2 separate regions of the Mus musculus genome follow, and region 1 is linked to region 2. Evidence: chromatin contacts called from public promoter capture Hi-C data. All regions are on one chromosome and are shown on one strand. Each heading gives the region's core, a stretch centred on a gene start, on an enhancer-like site or on the middle of the called end of the contact. The rest is flanking DNA. Distances are from core to core; before and after follow the strand shown.

Region 1 (3,936 bases), core at 364-2,863, 250 kb before region 2:
ACATGCCAAACCTTGTACACAAAAGCTAAGAATGTGGCATGGGGGGGTGGGGGAGTGGATACCTGAGAGCATGCATCTGGATGTGGAGGCCCCTCCTTTGTCCAGGTTCTGGAAAAGGTCATTAGATTACTGCGAAGGAGGTTGAATAGTGCAGAAATGAGATCTCTCTCTCTCTCTCTCTCTCTCTCTCTCTCTCTCTCTCGTGCATGTGTGCTAGTGTAGAACCCAGGGATCCATGCACGTTAGGAAAGCATGCTGCCACTGAACTATGCCCTCAATCTCAACATGTCTTTGAGTAAGAAAGTATACCCCAACAGAAGAGCATGCCAGCGCATTGTCATGTGCAAGAGTATTATGTTGGCATATGTCCCCACAGTCTATGGGTAAGAAGGCAAATAAGCCATCCCCCAATACTCACGTCGGCTGCCTTCTTCTCTGCTAGCTCCAGCTTCTCCTGAGCATCCTTTAAAGCTTCCGAATACTTGTCCAGCTCATCCTCTGTCCCTTTCAGCTTCTTCTGCATGGTTGCTAGTTCATCCTCTAGCTGGAGCCAGAGCCCAGAGAGTAACACACAAAGACATAAACACAACAGTGTATACTTGGACTCCAAAGAGCACTGAGCCCAGCCCCAGGAGAGACACACTTCTTCAGCCATGCTCCAGGCATCAGGCTATGGCTTCACCTCAGACCCTATAATGTCTGGCCCCAAGGTGACCAAGTCATCTGGTGCTTTAATGCAAGACTGTTGAATGATAAACATCTAGTGGGGAAGCTTATTTCTGTGATGTTACAGAGAGAGACAGAGAGACAGAGAGAGTTGGATCATTCCTTACCCTTTGCTTTAGAAGTAAGACATTCTTCAAAATGTGGTCTACTTCTACTTAAGTCCTGCAGGCACACTGTGGCTAGGAAGAGGCCACCGGCTTTCTCAAGGTCACATGACAGTGCAAAGGGGCTACCCTAAAGCAATGGTGCTCAGCCTTTCTAGTGCTGAGACCTTTTCATACAGTTCCTCATGTGGTGGAGACCCCCACGCATAAAATTATTTTCATTGCTATTTCATAACTGTTAATTTTGCTACTGTTTAAATCATAATGTAAGTATCTGTGTTTTCTGATGGTCTTAGGCAACCCCTGTGAAAGGGTTAATGACCCAAAGGGGTCTCAACTCTCAGGTTGAGAACTGCTGCCCTAGATGTTCAGGGGGAGGGGCTTCATTGAGACTGGGGCATTCCTCCCACCCAAAAAAGAAGCTGGCCCAGTGGTCACTGCCTCTCCCATGAACCCCCTGCCCCTCTGGCTGCCTTGAAACTCAGCCTCCTGAGTGCTGGGATTACAGGGGTGTGTGCCACCATTGCCTGGACCATCTCTGTCTTGCAACCAGCAAGTGGGAAAGGTCCATACCAGCACCTACCTGCTTGCTTCTTTCTTCTGCCTGTTTCTGCTCAGCTTCAGCTTGCTCAGCTCGGTCCAGAACATTCTCTTTGTCTAACTTCAGCATCTGCATCTTTTTCTTGATGGCCTCCATCATGAGCTGTGACCGTTGGTGGGCTCACCTGTGAACACTGGAGAACTGGAGGCTGGGGCCAGAGAGGAAGGGCTGCCACCCGGGTCACTCAAAGTTCCCCAGGTTTGAACCTTTATCTGTGCTTGCGGCTCCACCTCTTCTTCCTAACATGGTCTTTCTAGCTCCCTCCCATCCCTTCACTGTTCCCCTGGGGGAACACAGGGTCAGACACATTGATAGACTGACATCACCAGCAAGAAAAAAAAAATTGAGGAACAGCTGAGGCTGATTTTAGACAATGGAAAGTGGGGGTGGGGGAGGTTCTCCCTGACCTTGAAACTTTCCACTCGTTCTTGGCAGCTCTGTGGGTCCCTCAAAAGTAGAGGAACAGAAGAGGGGGGAACACTGAAGCACAGAAGGGTACTTTAGCAGTTCTCGCCACCAGAGGGGTCCTAGTAGCCTTCAGATCTCTCATTCTCCCCTTGGACTATATTGGATATGGACCAAACTCTACTGGTTTGGTCTTTGGATTCCTGGTATCTAAGGAGCGTGGTCAACAGTGACGATGGGAGGTCACTCATGATCGTTGACAATTCCCCCAGATTGACAGTTGGGATTGCTGGGCTATTTTGGGATTCTCTAATAGGCAAGGAGACATTAGTCTGTAAAGGCCATAGGATAAAGTTGAAGGCCTGGGATCTGAAAGGGTATCTCAGGGTGTCAAGTGGGATGAGAAACAAGGAGGTCACAGAACAGGATCACGTTTTCTCATAGCGACCTTAAAATAGAAGGTCTGACATACTGAAGACTGTCGCTTTCCTCTACTCCTCTTCAACTGCTCCCTCTGTGGCCCCCTCCCCAGCCCGCTGTCCACCATGCCATTATAGTGTCCACCAGCTCTACTTCCCCCAGTGTAGTGCCAGCTATGCTCATAATTCCACTTGGAATCTTGCTATTGACAGGTGGCAATTGATCCCATACACAGTTGCCATATACCCATCTATGCCAGAGGAGTGGACACTGTTCAAGGTGACCGGACTGGAGCTAGCAGAGCAAGTAGAAGTGGTTCTAATTAATTCATAATGTCAAGGATAGTTAGTGTTGAGGCTAAACCACAGCAGTGTGGGACCGGAGTCAAGCATCAGGGTGGGGGCAGGGGCAGAGCCGGCTCCCTCTCGAGAGCCTCCCTGTTAAGAACAGACTGATACTAACAGACTGGGAGGAGAGACTTCCAGCTAACTGTTGGAAGAAAGCAAAGAAAACAAGCACCCCCAATTGAGAGGCCAGTCAGGAAAAGGGGACAAGAGAGAACCAGAGAAAGGACATGTATGGGTTGATAGAGAAGAGGGCAATAGAGAGGAGAAAAAGACAAGAGCAGAAGACAAGGAGGAGAGATACATCCTTTCTACCATAGGGGGCAAGATATATGAAGAGTTGCTCCTCAAATTTCAGCTCTCTCCCACTTCCACATGAGCCTTCCGGGTTAACATGGGCTCTATATACATCTCTTTTAGGAGAGTTGTGGAGAGAAATTTAGTTAGAAAAAGAATCGCCAGGCACGGTGGTGCATGCCTTTAATCCCAGCACTTGGGAGGCAGAGGCAGGTGGATTTCTGAGTTCGAGGCCAGCCTGGTCTACAGAGTGAGTTCCAGGACAGCCAGGGCTACACAGAGAAACCTTGTCTTGAAAAACAAAAAACAAACAAACAACAACAACAACAACAACAACAAAGAACTGATACTTTTAGCCGGGCAGTGGTGGTGCATGCCTTTAATCCCAGTACTTGGGAAGCAGAGGCAGGCAGATTTCTGAGTTCGAGACCAGCCTGGTCTACAAAGTGAGTTCCAAGACAGCCAGGACTATACAGAGAAACCCTGTCTAGAAAAACAAAACAACAAACAAACAAATCATGGGGCTGGTGAGATGGCTTAGCAGGTAAGAGCACCGACTGCTCTTCTGAAGGTCCTGAGTTCAAATCCCACAACCACAGGGTGGCTCACAACCATCTGTAACGAGATCTGATGCTCTCTTTTGGAGTGTCTGAAGACAGCTACAGTGTACTCACATATAAATAAATAAATAAATAAATAAATAAATAAATAAATAAATAAATCTTTTTAAAAAATCATAGGGCTGGAGAGATGGCTGAGCGGTTAAAAGCACTGACTGCTCTCTTCCAGCGGTCCTGAGTTCAATTCCTGCAACCACATGGTGGCTCACAATCCTCTGTAGTGGGATCTGATGCCCTCTTCTGGTATGTCTGAAGACAGCAAATATATATATATACATATACATATATATATATAAAATAAAAAATAATGTAATAACCTGGGTCTATAGCTCAGTGGTAGAGTATTTGCTTAGTGAATATGAGGTGTTGGGTCCCATCACCAACATTTTACAAAAAAACAAAAAAGGAACAAAAAAAAA
Region 2 (4,514 bases), core at 1,906-4,405:
CCTTCAGACTTCCATGTGTATGTAGTAGCAAGAATGCATCCATACTCAGTATGTGCCATAGACACACATTACTAAAATGAATATGTTTTAGAAAATATAAATAGTAAAACTATGTGTGTACTGAAGAATTGCTTTTAAATACATTTCTTTATGATTTGCTATCAATAAATCTGTTCTTCCTTCCTTCCTTCCTTCCTTCCTTCCTTCCTTCCTTCCTTTCTTTCTTTTAGACAAGAGTCTCTCTTTGTAGCCCTGGCTGTCCTGGAACTCACTCTTTAGACCAAGCTGACCTCAAACTCACAAGATCCTCTTGTTTCTGCCTCCCAGGAGCTGGGATTAAAGGTATATACCACCTCCTCCTAGATAAATCTTTGATTTATATACCTATTTTACATATGTATTTGTGCTGCTTAGTTTTATGTTAACTTGACACAAGTTAGGAATCATTTGTGAAGAGGAAACCTCAATTTTAAAAAAATGCCCTCACCAAATCGGTCTGTGTGCAAGCCTGAGGCAGTTTCTTGATCGGTAATTGATATGGGAGGGTCCAGCCCACTGTGGGTGATGCCATCCTTGGGCTGGTGGTCCTGGGAACTATAAGGAAGCAGGCTGGACAGGCCATGAGAAGCACGTAAGCAGCCCCCATCCTTGGCCCCTGTGTCAGCTCCTGCTCCAGGTTTCTGCGCTTCCCGAGTCCCTCCCTTGTCTCCCCTCCGTGATGGAACATTCCCCGAAAGTACAAGTGAAATAAAACCTTTCCTTTCCAAGTTGTTTATGGCTATGATGTTTCATCACAGTACTAGAAGCCTAACAAAGGCACCCGTGTACCTGGAACCATGTAAAGTTTTCTTAGGTAAAAAGGGTTTTTCAAATGGAAAGTCTCAGAAACCCTCTCTATGATGCAAATGCTTCAACCCCATCTTATAGAACAAAGTATGCTGATGCTGACAGTCCCTCCTCAGAACCTCGGGTCTAGCTTGCCAGGCCCCGTTCTCACAAACCAACCTCTGAACAGAAGCATGGGAGGCTCATGGTTTGGGGCGGGGAGGCTGAAGAGATGACCCGGCGGTTAAGAGCACTGGCTGCTGTTGCAGGCTCAATTCTCAGAACCCACATGGCAGCTCACAGCTCTCTCCAACTCCAGTTCCATGAGATTTAATTCTCTCTTCTGACCTCTGCAGGCATTGCATGCCTATAGTACCCAGAAACACCTGGGAGGCAATACACCCATACACAGGAGATAAAAATAGATACATCTTTTTTCCCCCACTAAAGTTGTTCACAGAAGCTGTGTTACTCTGTTGCTCTTAACATCACAGCAAACTTAGTGTCTTAAGCAATACATATTATCTTCTAGCTCTGCAGGTTACACTTCTGGTGTACACCCTACTGGGCTAAAGCCAGGCCGTCTACAGGGCTGATATAAGGGGCCAGAACTGGGGACTCCCAGTCCTTGTCTTTTCAAGTTTCTGCAGGCTCCCTGGCTCCTTGGCTGGTGGACCCTCCTCTCTCACCAGCAGCTATGGTTGTTTCTCATTTCAGATGACTTTAACCTTACTACTAGACTTCCTTTTTTTTTTTCCTGTTTCAAAAAGTTTTAATTTTACTTGGTCCATGACTTGTAGGGGGCTGCAGGGTCGTTACGAAGCTGTCTAGTGGCTTCAGAGGTTCATTCAGGTGGAGGTCTTGAGGTGGGCTGGTGCCGAGCAGAGGAGGGAGCCCTTGGAAGGTGAGGGGGTCTCCGAGTCAAGCTTGAGAATGAGCTGCTCAGAGTGATATTCACCCGGAGGTGGCTGGGGCATGCCAGTCTGTGTTGGCTGTGACCCAACCAGCCTAACAGAGATTGGTCACGTGGTTGCCCATCTTTTTGATGAGCTTCATCTCTTCATCTAGGAAGTGGTTCTTCCAAGAAGTCACAGAGATGAGGGTTTGTGCGGGCAGAACCCAGGGATTGAAGACCCAAGGCAGCCTGGTACAGGTTCTTCTCCAGGGCCAAGGCAGTACCCATGGCTTCCTGGGGTTTACCCCATTCATCTAGAGATGGCTTCTGCGCATCCTGGAAGAGTGCGCTCCTCCCTCCGCCCCCGCCCCCGCCCCCGAGTTCGTTCTGTATCTTGAGGAGACACTTGATAACAGTGCTTCTCCTTGGTCAATTCGTAGAAAAAGTGGCCTACACCCAATCTATAGTAGCCCAGAGAGAGGTACAAGTATACCTGGCGGTTCACAGAAGCTTCCACTTCGATGGAATAATTCTGATGAATCTGAGAGGTAATGGCTGATGTGGAGTATGGAGCTAACCAGGAAGAGGTGCTGGCTGGCTCTTGGAGCCGAAGGCTCTGAGGAGATGGTCCCAGAGGGCTGCGGTTGGAGAGACTGTAAGGTGGCTGGAAGCTAACAAAGAGGAAGTCCCTGGATCTGTTCCGTCCAAACACTGTTGAAGTAAGACACGGGTCCACGGAACTCCAGGGTGCTGCTCCCATCTTTTTTTTTTTTTTAAACCTCTTTTCTGCCTCCCTCTTCCATTTTCAAGGACCACGTGATTACACGGGGCCCACGCAGAGAATTTATTTTAATGTAAATTGCTTAGTGGTGCCTTCCAAGGTTTCCTATATTTCTGGGTCCTATGGATCAGGAGGCCTCGGAGGGCCAGGGGACGTTCCCTTACCTAACTGCCTACTGAGTGGAAATTCCCCTGGCCTCTCTCCAACCTGGCTGCCTTGCTTTGTAGAAGCTTGCTGGAAAACAGCTATAGCATGTAAGTCCCTTATCTTTGCCAGCCCCATCTCCACCCTTCTCACAAAGCCAAGCATCCCCTTTGGAAGGCTGGAGAGATGACTCCCCACTTGAGAGCACTTGCTGCTCTTACAGAGGACCAGAGTTTGGTTTCTAGCACCCACACTGTATGGCTCAAATGCCCTTTTCTGGCCTCTGTGGGGACCTGCCCACACCTGGCACATACTCACAAAGACACAATACATATAAATACATTTTAAAAAAGAATTACCTTGGAAGTGTAATGTCAGCACTATGGAGCAGAAAGGAGCAAGAGGATTGTCTCGTGTTTGAAGCACGACGCTGCCTCACACAGTGTCCCCTCCCTCCCCAATCATCCTCAGCATTTCTTACCCGTTGATAACAGCCTCAGTGTGCTTTGTGTGGTTGCATGACCCAGAGAGACTTGCTTCCTGCCTCTGAGTGGAGGAGGTACTCAGTCAGGAGGGGAGCGGAGGTCTGCAGAGACTCTTGCTCTTCCTTTTTGTTGGGCATCTGGGTTTGGCAGTGCAGTGCTGATGCCGTGTTTGAACAGCATTGACATTGTGGCTTCTGATAAACTGTCTGGGAGAATGAAGTGTCGGAGAGGCAGCTGCTCCCAGGTGAGTGTGCCTGGGGAGTGGGTAAGTGAGGGACCCTGAGTGCAGTCTCATTGACGAATGCCACTGTGCCTAGCTTCTGGTGAAGAACGGCCTTGTCGTCTGTGTGGATTCTGTCCATCCTGCACTCACTGGCTGTTGCTTCCTTTCTTTTCTTTCTTTTTTAAAAAAGATTTATTTATTTAATATGAGTGCACTGTAGCTGTCTTCAGACACACCAGAAGAGGGCATCAGATCCCATTACAGATAGTTTTGAGCCACCATGTGGTTGCTGGGAATCAGACTCAGGAGCTCTGGAAGAGCAGTCAGTGCTCCTAACCTCTGAACCATCTCTCCAGCCCCATTGCTTCCTTTCTCACGTCTCCCTTGTCACCTCCACTGTGTCCTGGCCAACCTGATGGTGGTTTCATTTTGGCCCGTCATACTCTCTGACATTTCCAAAATGGTCTATCTGGAATGGTGACAGGAATGCCACCAATCTGGTTAAGCCCTTTGACTGCATCTTGTAGTCGGTGGATGGAGTGTGGCCACAGAGACACAGCTTTCCTGAGCAACTCGCTGACTGCTCCAGCACCTACCTCACCTGACTGGCCAGTGGCACATGTGCAGGGCAGCTGGCTCCGATTGCCTGTAGTGTCCACAGGGAGCCTTGGTGGCTCCTCTCCTTGACTTTGCAGATTCTCTCTGGCCTGCCTTGGATACTCACCCTGTCCCCCTCATCATTCTAGGCAGCTCCCTGAAGCATGTCTTCATTTGTTCTAAAGCACTTTCTAGAACCTTACTAAAAGCTTGGATCTCTCCTTTACTCTCTTCTCAAGAGTGATGAGAGCTGAGCTCCTGCCTAGAGGATAGGGATGTGAGGCTAGCACTCAGTATCCAGTACTGAGCATCCAGCACTCAGCACTCAGCACCCAGCACCCAGCACATATGGGGAGCACTTCCAGAGTTAACTTTGACTGACTTCTTGCTTGTGATTAAGCATAAATGAGTCCACCGACATCTGTCTTTGTTTTTAATTAAGATGTGTATTATAACTCTGCTTACAGCATATGTCCTTGAGACTGTCCTAGCCTGAAGGAAACGGCCTTAGTCAAACATAGATACTGTGTACCATATACTTGCCAAGTAAGGATTTGTGGTCAT

The links. Promoter capture Hi-C pulls out the DNA fragments that hold promoters and counts their contacts.
Region 1: a contact with region 2 is called in a promoter capture Hi-C map of the HPC-7 cell line. The contact joins the promoter of Tpm3 here to the enhancer-like site in region 2. A contact is called at or near these places in 10 of 39 promoter capture datasets (3T3-L1-derived adipocytes, the C10 cell line, the HPC-7 cell line and 5 more), 1 of 15 datasets of contacts at CTCF or cohesin (pro-B cells), 18 of 484 Hi-C or Micro-C datasets (the G1E-ER4 cell line, the HL-1 cell line, the P5424 cell line and 8 more), 13 of 115 datasets of contacts at active chromatin or transcription factors (acute myeloid leukemia, bone marrow-derived macrophages, embryonic stem cells and 3 more) and 2 of 9 other capture datasets (adipose tissue and macrophages).

The regions. Positions count from the first base shown.
Region 1 is chr3:90,070,328-90,074,263 of GRCm38.p6, reverse strand. It overlaps Tpm3 (tropomyosin 3, gamma), which reads right to left and starts at 1,613. Exons shown (of 10, transcript NM_001293748.1): 1 at 1,414-1,613; 2 at 419-544. The coding sequence starts at 1,530.
Region 2 is chr3:89,818,757-89,823,270 of GRCm38.p6, reverse strand. It overlaps the pseudogene Gm8969. Among named protein-coding and RNA genes, the nearest start is that of She, 10 kb to the left of the region's middle. Within about 2 kb of position 3,155, at least 26 of the 459 cell types and tissues checked have an H3K27ac peak or open chromatin away from gene starts, as enhancers often do. A contact at or near this core is called in the HPC-7 cell line, the P5424 cell line and Th1 cells, where this site is marked.